Regions from separate parts of the Mus musculus genome. Here all the other regions are linked to region 6. The links are chromatin contacts, called in public promoter capture Hi-C maps. All regions are on one chromosome and are shown on one strand. The core of a region is the stretch at or near the end of the contact, and the rest is flanking DNA. Distances in the headings are between cores, read along the strand shown. Region 1 holds the start of Ccm2 (cerebral cavernous malformation 2). Region 2 holds the start of Mtfp1 (mitochondrial fission process 1). Region 3 holds the start of Dusp18 (dual specificity phosphatase 18). Region 4 holds the start of Tbrg4 (transforming growth factor beta regulated gene 4). Region 5 holds the start of Tbc1d10a (TBC1 domain family, member 10a). Region 6 holds the start of Xbp1 (X-box binding protein 1).

Region 1 (2,858 bases), core at 282-2,781, 1.0 Mb before region 6:
CTACAGAGTGAGTTCCAGGACAGCCAGGGATACACAGAGAAACCCTGTCTTGAAAAACAAAACAAAAAGAGATTGTCTTGCTACTGATCCAAAAGCTCAGGGGGAAGTCTTAATGCCTCTCTCTGCTCCTCAGCCTTCTACCCAAACTGGTATGATATACAAGACAACATAAACCGCCAGGCAATTTGTCCCAAACAAGAACGTGGGCCAGGTGTCTTACAGGGCACTTAGAGTGTGAGACAAATACAATGTCTCCAGGGATGTAGGCTACTGGCATTGCAAAGACCAGCTGGCACGGTTCAGCATCAGCCACACTTGGGCCAAGTCCTTCCTCAACAGCACCCTCTTTTCTAGCTAAGTCCTTTTACAATGCTCAAACCCCTTCTATACTTGTAGGCTGAATTGCTTTGTTGGGCCCATTTCCCAGCTTTAAACCATCTTTGGAGGTAACAAGTTGACAGGACATCTAAATAACAAGTGCAACTTTCTGTCTTCAAACAAAAGAAAGTGGGGGCAGCGCTGCTGGCCTGGATTCCCTGAAGGCCACCTGGCCACTCTATTTCAAGTAAGACTTTCTGAAAAATGGGACACCTCCTAAAACAAGGTGGTGAGTGGTGTGGCCAATTAAAGGCTACAAGGAGGCCGGGTGGTGCTGAGCTAGGACATCAAAGTCTGTTTTAAACTTGTCCACAACGTGCACACATTTATCAAATGAAAATGACAGGCAAACATGAAGATTGCAAAGCATTTATTTGAAAGGGATACATTTTATCAAAGCCCACTTTTCGCTTTAAAGGCAGTTTAAGCGGTTCATTCCCACATGGTCTTCCCAGGCTTCTTAAAATGTTCTTTATCAACTACTCAAGCCTGTAATTAAAGCCACATTTTTAAACTACAGAAACGAAGGAGCCTCTTGAACCATGTCCTAAATCTTACTGCCAAACATAACGTCACTAAAATCACTCAGTGGTATTAAATAGGAGCGACAGTCGACGAGAGAACCCGCCGAAAAGCTAAGTCCATCTTTGCTTTTACTGGACATCCAAAAACAAAGCCAAGTGGGCAGCAAAAGCCTCGCCGGTCACGGCACAGCCCAGTGGCCCAAGTTCCAGCCCAGGCCACCTTCTGGCCCCTCACTGGGCCCACTTCCTTTGTGGCCCCAGGCCGGCGCGCGGGGAAGGCGGGCCCCCTGACAGGCCGTCTGGAGCAGGCCGGGGGCGAGCGGCAAAGGGGACGCCCCCACCGGAAAGGCGCGGCACTTCCTCCGGGAGCCGCAGGCCCACCTGACCGCTGTCCCTGCCCGCTCAGCCGCCCGCCCGCCCGCCCACCCCGAGGGACCCCCACCCCACGCCCCGGCCCGGCGGCAGGACGCGCCGGTGAGCGCTCACCTTCTTGCCCTTCTTGCCCTCCTCCTCCATGTCGCCGCGTGCGGCCCCCGCGGCCCGCCCCGGGAGCCCCACTGCCAGCGGCCGCTACATGCTCGCTCTGGGCCCGCCACCCCCGCGCTCACCGCGCCGCCGGCCCGCCCGCAGTCTCCGCCCCGGCCGCGCCCCACCCGCACTTCCGGACCTAGGGAGCCCGCCCACTCCGGAGACCCCGCCCCCTCACGCCCCGCCCACTGCCTCGGCGCTCCCGCACTTCCGCCTAGAGGCACTCGCTGGGCCCAAGGAGGGCGATACCAAGAAGGGCGATTCCCTGTTTTTCCCAAAGCCCCTGAAGAGACCCAGGGTCACCCCGGGCCCCTCCATGCCTCCTCAGGGCGGGAGGAGCACACCTGCCTACCCCAGTCCTTCCCATCCCCTCTGGAAAGGCGCCCCAGTACCCCCCCCCCCATCCCTAGCTCTCCCGAACCCTTCAGGGCCGCGCGGGAGTGGCTCCAACTTTTCAATTCTGCCGCCATCTTTAGGGTGGCCGACTTCCCAGCCTGCCTCGCGATTAGGGAGGCGGGCCACATGCCCCTGGGAAGGGACAGAGTCAGTCTCCAATCCGGGTTCTGGGCGCGCTGCCACTTGGCATCCCTCTCTTTTTACTCTGAGCCACAAGGAAACCCTTTTCTAGTAACTTTCTATTCTGGCTGGGCGTGGCGGCGCACTCCTGTGTAATCATAGCACCTGGCTGCTAGAGACAGGAAAATGAGTTCAGGATCAACCGTTGGACCAGAGTCTCATAAAAGAATCCAAAAATGTACAATAGCTGCCAACAGCAACCTTCTAGGTAGTGTATGCAACCTGTTGTCTGTATGGGTTGTCCTAAAACATCTTGAAGATAGTATTCTGGCTGGGCAGTGGTGGCGCATGCCTTTAATCCCAGCATTTGGCAGGCGGATTTCTGAGTTTGAGGCCAGCCTGGTCTACAGAGTGAGTTCCAGGACTATACAAAGAAAACCTGTCTCGAAAAAAAAAAAAAAAAAAAAAAAAAAAAAGCATTCTGATGGATATTCACATTCCTGAGTTTATGGTGTTTCTAATCTAGGCTTCAGCCACCCACACACAAATGCAAAGGTGCTTTTGGGAAGCTGGAAGGTATAAGGAAATCAGGGTTCACAATGGCCAGGTCATCATATCCATGCTCTAAGGCTCAAGTTCAACTTCCTTCGCCTCCAGATCTACACCTCTAAGAAGAAATGTTTAATGAAAATAAAATTTAAAACATGATAGCTGAGAGGCAGTTCACAGGGTATGGCTGTGGGTTCCCTGGAAAGTTATGGACCCTATGGTCCACCCAAGCCTCTATGTTCACTAATCTCACACCCAAGCCAAAACTATGTGTAATGTGTGTGTGTAAAATTTTAAAGCTTTATTCTCTCCTACCCTTGGTACATCAGGAAGGTAAAAATTACAAGAGCACGGGCATTCGGG
Region 2 (3,077 bases), core at 523-3,022, 1.4 Mb after region 6:
CTCAGGAAGCGGAGGGAGCTCTGGGCAGGTGCAGGGATGGCAAGCAGAGAGGGCCGAGGCTACCCAGGATCTAGTCACACATCTCAGGGGCACAGCCTGGCCTTGGTTTACAATGCTGTTAGGTACATTAACCAATGAATAAAGTGATCAATTTTCAAAGCAAAGAGCAGAATTCATTGCCCATCGCCGGCTTCCTAGCGGTCTCTTACATTAGACCCCAAATTTTCAGATGCCAAGTAGCAGGCTAAAATTACACACACACACACACATGTTCTGTTCCTTTCCCCTCTACTCTCACGACACTCGGACACAGGCACGCACAGAGAGACAGTAACGTCCCTTTCCTCTCCTCTCGCGACAACGTTCTCCGAAGTCCTAACAAGTTGCCTTCCGATTGGTTCAGCCGGTGAGCGTCGTCCGCCATCTTTGTTCAAGGCATTCGGATGCTCCCGAGAGCCTTCACGGTGAGGGCGGAGGCCCCGCCCCATTCGGTGGTTCCAGACGGGTTGGGCGGTTCTCCCGCGGTGACCGGCGCAGCGGGTACTAAATGGGAGGGAGGCCGAGGGTTAGCGTCACGTGGCTTTAGGGACCGTCTCCTAATTCCGCTCCAGCACTCTACCTTCCCACCCGCGCCGGGCTCAGTCCCCGGTGACCCACAAGTTTCAAGAAGACACGGGCTGAAAACACTGGCTTCCGAAGGGAGTCGGTATACACCTTTCGGATCTAAAAAAGCTAAAAGAACTGTGCAAAGCTAGATAAGACCCTGTTCTTACCTAGCTGGATATTTTTTGTACTGTGTAGCCTCCAACCAGGCCTGAAACTCCCTGTGTAGACAGGGCTGGTCTCGAACGCACATAATACTACCTGTTTCTGCCTCCTACATTCTGAGATGAAAGCATGCAACACCATGCCTGGCTTATAAGAGATTTAAGGCCATATTTATTTGAATTTATCTGTGTGTCTCATGTGTGAATGTATAGGTGTGTGTGTTTGGGGGAGGTGGGTGCTGCCTGTGGAAACCAGAAGTGTCAGATTCCCCCGAGATGGAGTTACAGATGGCTGTGAGACACCCGTGTAGATGCTGGGACTGGAACTCCGGCCCTCTGGAAGAGCTGTAAGCGCTCTTAACCACTGAGCCATCTCTCCATTCTCACCCATTTTGCTTTACAGACGTGGTCGTTGGGACCGGGGTGGGGAGTGGGGGGAGGGGCGGTGTGTGTGTGTGTGTGTGTGTAAGTGGCTTACATCTACTAGGCGGCCCAAGTAGGATTTGTCTCTAGGGGCCATAGCATTGCCCCTCTGAAATCCCAGAGGATTCAGAGTGCTTTTGCCCCTTGTAATAACTCCCTAGCTCCCTTTTCCATTTTAACAGTTGCATGAGTCAGGAGAGTGGCTGTCCTCTTTGTGTCTCTATTTCCCTACTGTAAAGTAGGACCCTACGCTAGTGCCAGAGCTTAAGGAAGCAAACTTGAGTCTACTGGACACATGATGACTGTTATAATTAATTAGTCCTTGCGACTGTCTAAGGCAGTGAATGTTGGCACGCCTCCCATTTACACACGAACCGCGGCTCAGAGAAATACACCTTTCCTAGAAGCCGCACACCTAAGAAGATTCCATTCTCCGATTGGAACTCTGACCTATTTAACTCCAAAAACTAGTCATGTCTGGGAGAGTTTTGCATTAACTGCTCAGAGAAAACAAGACCATCTGTCTGCAAAACCCAAGCCTAGGAGAGGGGCTTGGATGTTGTATAAGGCAATTTTCAGACACTCCCTGCAGTGGCGTTAGCGATAGCGGGACCCGTCCTTCAGCCTCGGACTACTGGCGGGTTCTTGCCTGGTGTTAGCCAAGTGCTAGTGGAGACACAGTTGTGGTGAGACTCTAATCTGCAGCGACTCCAACCTTGCCGGGGAAGTCATGTCGGAGCAGCAGCGGCAGGGCGCCGAGCGCGACCTCTACCGGGACACGTGGGTGCGCTACCTGGGTGAGCGTGGGAGTGACAGACGCAGCGACCCCACCACTCCGGAGGGGCTGGGGGCGGGGGGGGGGGGGAAGCAATGGACCGGGTTGCCGATCTGGAGTCTGAAAAGGGGCTTAGTTCTTATTCGGCTTGGCCTGGAGACAGGGCTCAGGAGAAGGCTAGGGACTTGTCCAAGGTCACACAACCCTGTTGGTTCAGATCTGTCCACGGGGCTCTTCTGGAGGCACAAACCGAGTGTGTGGGTTGCCCTCTGCCATGACCGTGCACTAGCCATGGCGTCAGAGGATCTGGACTCCTAGCAAGTCTGCCTTTCCCAGGCTCTTCCTAAGCTTCAGTTTTCTCTTCTGTAAAAAGGGCTGAATGCGAGGCACTCCTGTCGGGTGCTGACTGTAAGAGCGGGCTGAGGTAAGGCCTTAAAAGACCTGGCACTTGATACTGGTCAGTGGAGCCCACCCTCAGTGATTCGGTGGCCTCCGGTCGCCTCCCTGGTGCAGATCCCCAGAACCACGGCTGGGGACTTTGATCAGTGAGCCATGAACTTCATTGTCGGTGTCAGTCCGCGGGCCTAGAAACCAAAAGGTAAAGTTACTTGACTGAGGTCACCTGCCGCACTGTAGTTTAAGAGGTTAGGGTTAGAAGCAGCTTTCTGTGTAGCGCCCCCTTGTGGAAAGGGCCAGAGAGTTAAATGCCTTTTCCCTCCAGGCTACGCCAATGAGGTGGGGGAGGCTTTCCGCTCGCTGGTTCCTGCAGCTGTGGTGTGGTTGAGCTATGGTGTGTCCAGCTCCTATGTCCTGGCCGATGCCATAGACAAAGGCAAGAAGGCAGGAGAGGTGAGTGTTAATTAACCCTTTCCAACCCATCCTAGTGTGGGTGGTATGCAGTCTTGCAGTGGGGACAGCCCTATCCCCGTTAGCGTCTCATAGTGCAGTCCATAAGCTAATCTTGTTTGTAGGATTGTTCATCCCCACCCGACCAAACCATTTGGGTAGGAGGTGACAGTTGGTACCTCTCCTGGATGTGGGCAAATCACCCCCAACCCTGAATGTAGTACAGCCCAGTCCTCCACCCAGCTGCCTTCTACCCTACTACCTCC
Region 3 (3,070 bases), core at 542-3,041, 1.6 Mb after region 6:
CACTCCACGGTGAAGTCATCAAAGTGGAAGTCGACAGTCCGTGCCGTATTAAGCTTGCATCTTTCTGCTAGGCTGTGCCCACTGAAACCTGCAGGACGGAGGAGGAAGTTTGGAGGGCAAGAACCCATCAATCGAGAAGCACAGCAGAGAACTCAGTGATTACACCAACATTCACATCACTGAGCCAGAACTGTTGCCCAAGTGCTGGGGGTCTTTTCACACAGAGGAAGGGGGCCAGCCATGGCCAGAGAGACCGTGAACAATGGAAGGGACGGGCCTTAGGTCTACTGGGGTGGTTTCAGGAGAAAGAGGGTGGTTAGGAGCTGAGGGAGTAGAAGCCACTGAAAGAACATTAGGGTGGATATGTTCCGATTACGTTAAGTAGAACTGGACCCAAAGGTTAAAGGTGACAAGAGGGAAAGTGATATGCCAAGTCTTTCCATCTTCTCATAACCAGCCAGCAAGTCTAGCTGTTTTCAGCACACATGACTGGTGTCATCTACATACAGCACAGCTAGTGGAAACTCATGTTCTCTGCTCAGCTGTGTGACTTCCAACATTAATGACCTCAAAGTCAACTGAGAGCAAGTAGAAAAGAGCCTTGGTGATGGTCACCTGGAACTGCAGCATTCAGGAGGTAGAAGAGAAAGGTGGGGCCCTTGCTTTATGGGTCCTGCCCCCCAACAAAGAGCTGAGGAAACAAACTACAGGGTTTTTTGTTTGTTTGTTTTGATTTAATTTTTTCCTTGTCACAGAAACAAAGCTGTTTTCTTAAAATTAACCTTTGAGAAATCAGGATTTCCCAGGCAGGCCAGTTTCAGCTAGCATAAGGTCATGGCCTAACTTATCCTCTCAGAATGAAAAGTCATTCAGGTAACCTCAGGCCAATCAGTTATTTTTCCACTGTTCTGTCTCCCTGTTCCTGCCTTCCAAGGAATGTGACTTCCAAGTGACATTTGGTTTTGTTTCTGCTCTCTTCAGTCCCTTCAGAGGTAAAGTTAAAATGCAAAGCTTGTGGGAATGACAAATAAAGGCATTTGTTATAGAGTTGCAAAGATAGTAAGAAGCGATCACAGACAGTAGGACATGGTAGAGCAGACCTGGAAGCTGAAGCAAGATGTGGTGTTCCTGACCAGACTACTGGAACTCTTTCAAGAGTTTCAAGAGGGGGAGGGGGAGGGGGGGGGAGAGGGGAGGAGAGGAAACAGAAACGTCATCTCCATTTTTTACATTTTACAACCAACCAGGCTTTTGGCATCTAGTTAATTTGTAGCCGTGAAACCTGAGACTCGAGGAAAACCAGTTTTGTTCATCATTAGACAGCAAGTTCTGAAGGCTGATATTTCTGGTGGATTACACTTTCTGGAGAAAGTTGGCAAATATAGGTGGGGCGCTGGTTAAATTCTGGGTTATAAACGTGGAACAGAGTCCACAAGTAGATGAGTGGAAGGTGCCACAACAAGCCTAGGAAGCTTGGCCTCTCTACGTGGTGACAAGACTCAAACAATCTTACCTCCTTCCCTCAGTGCCCCCGAAATCTTTCAGGGCAGAGCCGCGGACGACCCTCTCCAAGAAAGAGAGGGCCCTTCATGATTCCGGACCTTGGTAGCAACGGCTTCTCCTCGCGGAACAATGGGCAGTTCGGGGCTTAGGGGGACCCCGCGACTGATTCTGTACCTCGAAGGACTACGCAGTTCCCAGGCGTTTGGGAAAAGCTGGGTGGGCTGCCTGTCTTCACAGAAATGCGCCAAGTAGCCAGAAGGACCATTGCTACACCCACCGCCTGCACGCCCCGCCCACTCACCCTTCGTCTCCTAGGCAACACGCCCAACAGAGCCTCACAAAGAACGCCTAAAGACTGTCACGCGGTCTGCTTGCCGGTTGTCTCCCAGGCAACGCACTCCAGTGTAGATAGTTGCTCTGCGACCGCGTGTCTTTCCACCATGGTTTTAGGTCTTGCTAGCTTTCCTGAGTCGCTCTCTAGCCAGTCAGAGACCGCTACACAGCCCAGAAGGCCTTCAGTCAAATGGGACTTGGGCTCGGATTACAGGAAAGGTACCGAAGAGACTACCGCTTCTGGTTCGAACTTCCGGCGCGAGAGACTGGACAGCCAGCCGGATCTTGGCCTCCACGTCCAACCACAGATCTACTTCCTGCGGCCGCGGTCCCCACTCCCCAAGTTGTTATTCAGGTGTGGCTCGGGTATACAAAGCAGTTGTCAGACCCGGGACCCCGTAAGGGAATCCGACTCACTTTGTTCCAGCCGTGTCCCCCCCCCAACCTCCGCCCTTAGATGTTCCTCTGATCGCAGCAATGTCTCCGATCGCAGGATTTTTCAGACTCAGGCCAACCCGTAGGACCTTCAGAAGCCCGTTTTCTGGGCCGAAGGCACTGTCCCGTTTCTAGCCTTCCGAATGAATCCTGACCCTGGCGTAGTGTAGGCTTGACGTCTGCAATTGGTCTCAGGCTCCAATCGACTTGGCAACTCCAGGCCTTCCCATTCTCCAGCGTCCTTGAAAAGCCTTCAGTTCCCCAATGTTTGACTCCAATCCTGTCCCCCTTCTTCAACCGGCATCAGCCAAGGATGTAACAAGTCCTACAGAGGATTTATTATGGAAACACAATTTGTTTCAAAAATGACCAGTATTTATTACTTGATAAATTTGGTGCATCACTAAGTAAAGAGGGTCTTTAAATATTTAGTCTCTTTTTGGTTGAAAATAGGACTTAGACTTGTGTGTAAATTCCTGACCGTTGACTCTGTCTTCCCATCCGCACCTGGGTATGTTGAGTCATCCTGCATAAAAACCAGAAAAGTGGAACTGGGTAGCTTTCAATGTTCGTTCCTTTGTATTAGCAAGCACAGCCTGACCACAGTTGTTCCTAACTCATAGGAAAATGAACTGGAGAACGTTATTAGAATCCCCCTAAAGGTGCTTTGTTTTCTTCTTAACTGAACGTGGTTGCACACGATTGTAATCAAGCACTCAGGTGCTGGAGGCAGGAGGATTGGAAATTCAAGGTCACTCTCAGTTCAAGAGGGAGTTCTAGGCCAGCCTGGATACACGAG
Region 4 (3,043 bases), core at 407-2,906, 1.1 Mb before region 6:
GAGGCTGAAAACATTCTAGGCCTAGATAAGATTCTACAGAGGCTAGAAGCTTCCAGGACTAGGCCTATTTAGCAAACAGAGGCAGTAGGCCTCCAAGACAACAGTCCCAGCACTAAGAATTTTATACATTCTCAGCTGGCTGTGGTGGTATGTCCACCACTGCAACCCTTCATTTCCTTTCTGGTCCATTTTATCTTTGTTTTGTTTGTTTGTTTTTCCTTTTTGTCATTTTTGCTTTTGGTTTCCTACTAAGAAACTACTGTTTAATCCAAGATAGTAAAAATGTGTTTCCCCTTAGGAGTTTTATATCTATATTATCTCTGACCTTTTTGAGCTAAATTTTGAATTCAGCATGAGACTCTTAAACAAGAACCACCAAGGTAAAGCTAGTGTGGCAATATAATGCTAGCTACTGTAAGGCTAAAGCAAGAGAAGCTTCCCTGGATAATTCAGCAATCTTTTATTAACAAGAACCAGCGTTTACGCTTGATTTTAGCCACAAAGGAGAGAAGTAATACACTCTTACAAACATAAAGATTTTTCAAGGAAAATTTTAAGTTAAATTTTCCTTTCTACAAAATTAGGGCCAGCAGGATAACTTAGTGGGGACCTGGGGGTGGGGGTGGGGCATGTCTTTTGTCCTGCACTCCAGAGGCAGAAGGAGGGGGATCTCTGTGAGTTCAAGACCAGCCTGGTCTACACAGCGAGTTCCAAAACAGCCAAGGCTACAAGGAGAAACGCTGTCTAGGAAAACAGACAGTTAGTTTAGGGGCCACTTGACTGTGAGTTCAATTCCCAGATCCCACATGATTGGAAGAAACAAATTTCCCCAAGTTTTCCTGTGATCTCTTCATGCACACATACACCTTTGTCCCAGAGATGCCGTCTGTGGTTTCCTAGCACTGGGATTACTGGGAAAACTCACCTCCCAACCATCCTACCCAGCATTTTGTACTATCTCCTCAGTCCTGCCGTGCGCTAAGGCAGGGCCTTCTCCAGGTCGTCCCGGCTGTCCTAAACTTGGTATGTAGACCAAGCTAGCCACGACCTCAAAGATCCTTTTTCCTGTCTCCTGGCTGGGGTTTTAAGGTGTGTGCCACCACGCCCGGCTATTCTGCTTCTTGATGCAGGGCCTCCACAGTAGTACAGGCTAGCCCTCGGCCTCCTGCCTCCATTACTGAGATTACAGCAATTTATCGGTGTGCCGTTGTATACGGTATGTCCTTTACTTGTTTAATCTAGACAAACTGCTTGCATTTCCGAAAAGACCTTCAGCTGGAGCTACAACTCGCTTCTCTGTAATTACCCGACACCTGGCAATGCCTTCCCGCCCCGAACCCCAAAGTCAACACGGCGGTCCCAACTCACGCCTCTCCTACAGGACCTGTGAAAGGCCCAAGGGAGTGGGGCAGAACGGGCTGACATCAGAGTCGCTACCCAAACTCCGCACAAGTAGGAGACTCTGGCCCGACGTGCCCTGCCGTGTAGAATTCACCCTCTCCTTCCCGTCTACGTTTCCCACGACCAGGATCTCACTACACTTCCCAGTACCGGAAGCCTGAGCGCAACAAAGATGGCGACTGCGGAAGGGGCGGAGGGCGTGGCCTCCGTCCGGGAGCACTGGGCCACCTAGCTTCCGGCGGCGCGCCAGTGACGTCAGTGAGCGCGCCAGGCCGCGTGGAGGCCGTAGGCTGATGGAGGTCAGTGAGGGTGATCGCCGCCGCAGTCTGGCGTCCTGGAGAGACCGGGTTTCTGAACGTGGGTATCCGAGACGGGAAGCGTGGCTGGGAAGGGCAGCAGTTAGTAAGGACCGGCGGGGCTGTTGTGGGGGGAGCCAGGAAAGGGACTCTCGACACCGTGCCCCAAGGGCGCTGTTCGGTTGCAAATTCGGTTCCGGGCTGCGATTGCGCACGCGCTCCTCGGCCCGCGGTAGACACGAGGCCTATCCCGGGAAGCTCCGCTGCCCGCAGTGACCCTTGGCGTCCCCTGCCAGTCACTTTTCGTGTTTCTGCATTTTAGGTTTCAGGGTCGATATTTACTTAGTCGCAGGTCTTGAAAATCGGTAGTTTGCCAGTGCTTTTTTTTTTTTTTTTTTTTTTTTTTTTTGGTTTTTTGAGACAGGGTTTCTCTGTGTAGCCCTGGCTGTCCTGGAACTCACTCTGTAGACCAGGCTGGCCTCGAACTCAGAAATCCACCTGCCTCTGCCTCCAAAGTGCTGGGATTAAAGGCGTGCACCACCACGCCCGGCTCTCCAGCGCTTCTTTACTGTCTGGGTTCAGTAAGTGATGGATATTGGGTTTGGGCAGATGTCCCCCTTCTGAACCATATTTTATTTCCGTGTAAGTATAATTAAGCTAATCTTTTTACAGCTGCAGTAATGTGTTCACATAACAGTAAAATTAAGCTAGCTATATACCCGAATCCCGGAAGCAGAAAAAATTGAGGTGTTTTCTCCTTTAGTTGAAGCAAAGTCCAGTAACTTGTCTCATTTGGTTCTATCTCACCTTAGGGAACAAGACTGGCAGACTTGCCGAAAGAAACGTCATGTGGTTATGTAGCGTGTTCTCGAAAAAGGTAACATTTTGCAGGACTTAGAAAAAGGCAATGCCGTGCCCTGTGATTGGCAGAGAACGCAGTAGCCAGTTTTGCATTGTGAGATAAAAGTGTGAAGTGTAGTTGGAACAGAGCCTGTATTGTAGGGGTTGGATTAAGATTGGCAAGGTGGTGACTCTGGGTGGTGTTAGGGCTTGTTTGCGGTGATCGATTCAATTTGTGAGTTTTGCTTTAAGGGTTCTGGGGTGTGACTCAGTTGGAACTGCTTGTCTAGCTCACATAAAGGCCTAGATTTGATCTTCGGCACTGAATAAACCAGGAGTGATTGGCTATCTTTAATGTTAGCACTTGGGAGGTGGCCGCAAGAGGAATAGAGAAGTTCAAGGTCATCCTTAGCTATGTAAAGTAATTGTAGTCTTGTTTCTTTCTATGTATATAAGTGAACACGGGGACACATGCAGGCACACAGCCCGGGAGAGAGTCAGGTCCC
Region 5 (2,977 bases), core at 198-2,697, 1.3 Mb after region 6:
GTGGAAGTGACATTTATATGGGACAGCTTCATGGAGTGGGTTCTTAAGATAATCAAGCACTTCTGTAAGTCCCAAGAACAGCTGGGGACATCCTGGGCAGTCACAATCAGTCAGAGGAGAGGGAGAATATATACTGGCGTAGGGCTTCCATGGTGCCTGTGAGGCTCTATAAACTGGGAGGTACACTATGACAGGGAGGCTTGTCAGTTCTGGGTATGGCGCTAGTCTCCTATCACAAGACAAGTGGAATGAAAGCAGGATCTAGAGGCCATCTTCCTGAAGAGACCACCAGATCGCATCCGCAGTCTCTGGGAGGGCGGGCTTCTAGGGGTTCTGCTGTGTACAAATCTGTAGCCCAACATGCTCAGCTTGGAGGGAAGGTGTTACTCCTGCCTCAGCTTTCTCTAATGGAAAGCTGGGTACCTGGTAGCTCAAGGGTGGGGTGCTGTCTCCCTCCTTCTCCAGTCCTAGATCTGGATTTGGGAAGGAAGGACATAAACACGGCAGCCTGGGAGTCTACTGGCTGGCTCCCCTGTGATGAAGCTGACAGGGGAGTCCTAGAGTTGAGGTGCCCTATAACTACTGGGAAGGAGTGTCGGCCCACCTGTTGCCTGTGACAATGGACAAAGCTGCCTTTTGGCAGAGGGTGTGTAATGAGGAGAGACCTTTCCATGATGAAAAGAAACTGGGAGTCAAGATGGGACCCTCTGGGAGGGGGCTGGCCAGTGTCAATCCTTCTGAGATATGTGTCTGGAGGTAAGGGTTAGCGCGACCTGGAATAGCTCGGAGTCCTGAAGTCTTAAGATTTCCTGGGGTGCCGATACTGAGGTGGCGAGACAAGGATTCTGTGGGGTAGGGGGAGATGGAGAATAGCTGTGGGCAAAGTATGGGGCAGCCATCTGTGCGCGTGTCAGGGGGTGGCAAAGCTTTAAGGCCAGAGTAACCTGCGAGATTATGAGCTGGAGATGGGAAACCCCCATCGGGGATACTCTCCTTGGAGGGTATGGATCAGTCGGTTTGGGGAAGACCAGGAGGAAGGGAATGGCCTTTCTGTTCGTAGGTAGAAAGTAGGCTGCCGCTTGCGGCGTATCTGTGGGGTTGGGACAGTGGAGACACGTTGGTGGGTCAGGCCCACGCCTGTGCTGGTCCCGCGCCCGGCCCAGACCCCAGAGCTACTCACGCGCCCTCGGCGCCCTGCGAACCCACGATGAATCCGAACTTGTCGATGCGGCGCTCGGCGAAGCCGTTGGCCTCCGAGTCGGAGCCGAGCGAGCTCAGCTCGTCGGCGGTGGCGGCGTCGGGGCCCTGGGCCAGGCTTTCCCGGGTCCCAGACAGGCTCCCGCCTGCTGCGGGCTCGCGCGGCCCATTCTCTCTGCTGCTTTTCGCCATATCGGCCGCGCCCGCCACCAGAGCGCCAGCGGCCACCTCAGCCGCCTGAGCCGCCCGGCCTCCGCCGACGCTGCCGACGCCCCTCCCACGCACTGTGCCCATTGGCTGCCACAAAGCTGGGGGCGGATACCCAGGGAGCTCCCACCACGCGCCCAATGGGTGCCGAGGGTCCCGAGCCTCGCCCCTCCTCCAGCCTGGCGCCAAGTGGACCGACGTGAGGGGGCGGGACAACCGTCACCAAGGGCCCGCCTTCCCTGGCTGCCAATCACAAAAACTCACCTGGACTAGCTCGTCTGGCTTTTCCGGGTTGGCCCGGAGCTGGTGTGTCACCTGCTGCTGCTCTCTGGCAGAAGGTCTAGGGCTTCCCTAGAGGTCCTAAGGTCTCTGCCTCCATGGGAAACAGGGTCGTGGGTAGCGCTACTTCGCCAGGTCATTTTCAAGAACAGTGATGAGACGCAAGTGGGCTTAGGGATCTGAACCACCTGGCTGTTCTGCTTAGGGGGATGCAAATTAGCTCGTGGGAGACCCTATAAGAATAATACAGAACAGCCGGGCAAGATGGCTCACGCCTTTAATTTAATCTCAGCACTTGGGAGGCAGAGGCAGGCGAATTTCTGAGTTCGAGGCCAGCCTGGTCTGCAGAGTTAGTTCCAGGACAGCCAGGGCTACACAGAGAAACACTGTCTCGAAAAACCAAAACCCAAAACCAAATTATATATATATATATATATATATATATATATATATACACATACACACACACACACACACACACACACACACACATATATATATATCAGACCTAAGCTCTACCTTTTTCTTCCCAACACCTTTCTGGTGAGGGTTGATTTGTATTGTTTTTCTTTGAGATAGGGTCTCCAAAGTGGCTTTGACTTTACTATGTAGTCTAGGGCCCTCCCTGTCTCCCAAGTGCTGGGATTACAGATGTGGGCTATCCTGCCTGACTCCCCAATAGTTTTATTGAAATATGGTTAGCATACCACCACTTCCATCTATTTAAGGTATATACATACTTCCTATATTTAAATTCCATCACCCCACCGACACACCTACACATGCACAAATACATAAAAATTAAAGATAAATTAGGCATGATAACAGATGCCTGTACTCTGTAGGCTAAAACAGTTTACAAGTTCCGGACAGACTGACTGGGCTACAAATAAAAATCCTATCTCAAAAAAAAAAAAAAAAAAAAAAGTACAAAGCTGGGCGTGGTGGTTTTTATCCCAGCACTCGGGAGGCAGAGGCAGGCAGATTTCTGAGTTTGAGGCCAGCCTGGTCTACAAAGTGAGTTCCAGGGCAGCCAGGACTACACAGAGAAACCCTGTCTCGAAAAAAAAAAAAAAAAAAAAAGGTACAGTCCCATGGTTCTTTAGCATCCGTACAGAGTTGTGCAAACATTGCATCCTCCTCCTAGGAAATTCTACCGAAGAAAAATGAAAATAATGCTACCTGGTCAAATAGAGAGAAAAAGAAAAGAAAAAGAAAAAATATTCAAATGACTTTCACCAATTAAGAGTGTATAAATGTGGTATGTCCATACAATGGACATAATTCAGCCATG
Region 6 (3,092 bases), core at 320-2,819:
AATGATCTATCCAACCTGGCTAATCTCCGAGGGGAGGGCAGGCCAGGGTGAGTCACGTCTGCTTTCACGGCCTATCTGCTAGGCTGGTTAAACTTTAAATGGCACTTTGGGTTGTATTCTAAAGGGCTGAAGCAGTTTAGGATGGGCCCTGATATGGATGGGATGAAAGCATGGCCTGAAGTCCCTTTACCTCTTCTTCCAAATCCACCACTTGCTGCTCCAGCTCGCTCATCCGGGCTTTCTTTCTATCTCGAGCAGTCTGCGCTGCTACTCTGTTTTTCAGTTTCCTTGGGGAGGAGACAGGGAACATAACTGAGTCATCTCCAGCTTTCATGTGTCTTCATTTGTAGACGTGGCCAGCTGGTGCTTTCGTTGACTTTACAGAATAAGGCTTAGCAAGTAAACACGCTTAAAGCTCCTATCAAAACGCACACGCACACGCATACACACGCTGCTTTCTATCCACAGGCCTTGAAGACTTGCTTGATTCTCTCCCGTGCGGCTGTCCACCCGGATCTCATTTTACCACCGGGCTGATACATTCCCGTTGCGTCATATGCTTCTTCCCTCCTCCCCCGCTACTTTCTGGGTCCAATTCCGTCCCACAGGCTCCTTGCTAGAGCGATATCCGTGAAGGCGGCGGGGACGCTACCAACTGTCCCTCCCCAAGCCAAACTCTCGGGATGCCGGACGCTGTGGACTCGGTTCCCAGGGTGGGGTTCCCAAGTGGCTGCAATGACAGCTGGAGCGGTTCCTACCCTACGACCACAAAGAGCGAGCATTTACAGAGGACTGGGCGTCGGGCACCTTCTTCTGTGCCTGTGTCGGGAGCTCCTGCACACACCCCCGACGCAGACCTTCGGAGGGGCATCCCCCTCAGCTCCGCTTCCCAGGTTAGACACTAGAGGTGAATCTAACCCACCGTACGGAGCCCACCAGCTGGCACACACGAGAGAGTCCCAATCCCAGTCCTGCCGCCCCGCGCCCCAGCCTTGCCCGCCGGGCCCACCTCCGCAGCGCTTTCTCCTCCGGGCTCAGGTGCGTGAGCCGCTGCCGCTTGCGAGCCTGCGGTGTCCCGCTCGCCTCCGACCCTGCTGCCCGCGGACCGGGTACCATGAGCGGCAGCGCCCGGCCGCCGGAGGCGGGCTGGCCAGATAAGAGTAGCACTTTGGGGGCCGCCGTGGCCGCGCTCGGCGCCGCTGCCACCACCACCATAGCCAGGAAACGTCTACGCCAGCGCCGCCACCGCCCCGTGGCCTCCTGCCGCGCCCAGCCTTTCTAGGGTCGTGGCCGTCCGCGATTGGCCGGTGCTCCGTGACGCGCGGGTATATTCATCACTTATTGGTCCTGTAGTCCCGGGGGCGGGCTCAACTCGGGCGGGGTGAGTGTCCAGCGTGGCTGCACAGCTGTTCTCCGCCGTGCAAACTGGGCCTTAGGGTGGATGGACGGTGGCGACCACTGGTTGCTGGAGTCCAAGGATCTTCGGCAGACGTCCCCACCCCGGCTGAGGATTGCCAGGCTGTCCTCTCAGGCCAGATTTCCAGACCGAGTCTCACGGTTTTACCCTAGCCCGACCCCATTTTAATGTCCGGCGCTACGTCCCCCGTCCCGTCCCCCCCCCCCCCCCACTTCCCAGTACAGCAGAAAATTGAACTGGTGGCATATCCGGCTTAGGGTTAGCGGACACACACACACACCTGGGAAATTTTCACAAAATGAGTCTTTAGAAAATGAGATGATTGCAAAACTAAATGTAGCAGGGTAGTACTCACTTGTAATCTCAGCACTTTATTGCCAGTTTGAGAGCAGCCTGGGCTACATAGGGAGGTCTAGCTAGGCCAGCTGGGGCTATAGATCAAACCCTATTTCATATAAATTAATTGATATAAATTAATAACTTTAAAAGAAAACACTAGAGCCTTGGCTAGCATGTAGTAAGGGATTAGTAAATAAAGTCTGCATAGTGAGAATACATGTGGTTTCGTTTTTCTTCTTATTTCTGATCTCTTCTGGTATGAGCTTTTATCACTGTTGTCTTTGTTTTGCTGTGCTGGAGCCAGACCCCAGAACCTAATGCTCTAGCACTCCACTATTCCCCTTTACTGTGGAACTAGAGATACCACTGAGCTATATATACCTCCAGACTTTAGTATTCCTTTCATTAGGGAATGGGAGTGAGGAGGGGGTGGAAATAGGTTTCAGGGGATGGGATGGGGTGGGGGAGAGTGTACTCTTCTATTGCTTTCCGCCTTATAAGAGTCAGTGCACTTGAAGCTTGCCCCTGAGGCTATGCTGGCTGGCCATTACACCTCCATGGTCTGCTTGTCTCTGCTCTCTGCCACTGGGGTTACGATCAGGCTCAGCCTTGCCAACCTTTCACCTGGGTGCTGGGCGTTTTTCACCTACACAGCCACCCCTACATTAGTATTTTTTTTCCTTTTCCTATTTCCAATAATTTATTTTTTATTCACTTTATATCCCAATCATAGCCCCCTCTTCCTAGTCCCACCCTTACAAATCCCCCCCCCCCATTGCTCCCTCCCCTTCTCCTTAGAGAATACCTCTTTGATACCACCCTACCCTGGGACATCTAGTCTCAGCAGGACTAGGTACAACATCTCCCATTGAGGCCCAACCAGGCAGTCCAGGGAGGCGGAGGGGATCCAATGGCAGGGAACAGAGACCAAGATAGCTCCACTCCACTTGTTAGGGGACCCACATACAGACCAGGCTGCACGTTTGCTACAGATGGGGGTGGGGGGGATAAGTTCAGCTCCTGTAGGTTTCCTTGTCAGTGGCCCAGGCTCTGTGAGCCCCCATGGTCCCAGGTTAGTTGACTCTGTATGTCTCCTTGGGGCATCCTTGACCCCCTTCCACTGCTCAGTTCTATTCCCATCTCTTCCACAAGACTCCCAGCTCAACTCAATGCTTAGCTGTGGGTCTCTGCATCTGTCTCCATCTGCTACTGGATGAAGCCTCTCGGAAGACAGTTATGCTAGGCTCCTGACTGCAAGCTTAGCAGAGCATCATTAGTAGTGTCAGGGATCCGCTCTCTCACATGGGATGGATCTCAAGTTGGGCCGGGCATTGGT

The links. Promoter capture Hi-C pulls out the DNA fragments that hold promoters and counts their contacts.
Region 1: a promoter capture Hi-C map of pre-B cells shows a contact between it and region 6, with 3 times the contacts expected there. The contact joins the promoter of Ccm2 here to the promoter of Xbp1 in region 6. A contact is called at or near these places in 1 of 39 promoter capture datasets (pre-B cells) and 1 of 115 datasets of contacts at active chromatin or transcription factors (astrocytes).
Region 2: a promoter capture Hi-C map of liver shows a contact between it and region 6, with 5 times the contacts expected there. The contact joins the promoter of Mtfp1 here to the promoter of Xbp1 in region 6. A contact is called at or near these places in 3 of 39 promoter capture datasets (liver and pre-B cells) and 1 of 115 datasets of contacts at active chromatin or transcription factors (astrocytes).
Region 3: a promoter capture Hi-C map of embryonic stem cells shows a contact between it and region 6, with 4 times the contacts expected there. The contact joins the promoter of Dusp18 here to the promoter of Xbp1 in region 6. A contact is called at or near these places in 2 of 39 promoter capture datasets (embryonic stem cells and liver).
Region 4: a contact with region 6 is called in a promoter capture Hi-C map of neutrophils, with 4 times the contacts expected there. The contact joins the promoter of Tbrg4 here to the promoter of Xbp1 in region 6. A contact is called at or near these places in 2 of 39 promoter capture datasets (neutrophils and pre-B cells) and 1 of 115 datasets of contacts at active chromatin or transcription factors (microglia).
Region 5: a promoter capture Hi-C map of liver shows a contact between it and region 6, with 5 times the contacts expected there. The contact joins the promoter of Tbc1d10a here to the promoter of Xbp1 in region 6. A contact is called at or near these places in 5 of 39 promoter capture datasets (embryonic stem cells, erythroid cells, liver and 1 more).

What each region holds. Positions count from the first base shown.
Region 1 is chr11:6,545,560-6,548,417 of GRCm38.p6, reverse strand. It overlaps Ccm2 (cerebral cavernous malformation 2), which reads right to left and starts at 1,531. Exons shown (of 10, transcript NM_146014.3): 1 at 1,389-1,531. The coding sequence starts at 1,418. It also overlaps the pseudogene Gm24000.
Region 2 is chr11:4,094,126-4,097,202 of GRCm38.p6, reverse strand. It overlaps Mtfp1 (mitochondrial fission process 1), which reads left to right and starts at 1,772. Exons shown (of 4, transcript NM_026443.4): 1 at 1,772-1,987; 2 at 2,687-2,814. The coding sequence starts at 1,921. It overlaps Gm51935 (a long non-coding RNA gene), which reads right to left. Exons shown (of 3, transcript XR_003949843.1): 3 at 2,461-2,549. It overlaps Sec14l2 (SEC14-like lipid binding 2), which reads left to right. Exons shown (of 12, transcript NM_144520.2): 12 at 1-164.
Region 3 is chr11:3,893,961-3,897,030 of GRCm38.p6, reverse strand. Dusp18 (dual specificity phosphatase 18) reads right to left here and starts at 1,791. Exons shown (of 2, transcript NM_173745.5): 1 at 1,514-1,791; 2 at 1-88. The coding sequence starts at 19. 4921536K21Rik (RIKEN cDNA 4921536K21 gene) reads left to right here and starts at 1,905. Exons shown (of 3, transcript NM_026150.3): 1 at 1,905-2,191. The coding sequence starts at 1,944.
Region 4 is chr11:6,624,680-6,627,722 of GRCm38.p6, reverse strand. Tbrg4 (transforming growth factor beta regulated gene 4) reads left to right here and starts at 1,656. Exons shown (of 12, transcript NM_134011.3): 1 at 1,656-1,758; 2 at 2,510-2,574.
Region 5 is chr11:4,185,303-4,188,279 of GRCm38.p6, reverse strand. It overlaps Tbc1d10a (TBC1 domain family, member 10a), which reads right to left and starts at 1,447. Exons shown (of 9, transcript NM_134023.1): 1 at 1,181-1,447. The coding sequence starts at 1,389.
Region 6 is chr11:5,519,118-5,522,209 of GRCm38.p6, reverse strand. It overlaps Xbp1 (X-box binding protein 1), which reads right to left and starts at 1,569. Exons shown (of 6, transcript NM_001271730.1): 1 at 1,010-1,569; 2 at 191-287. The coding sequence starts at 1,215.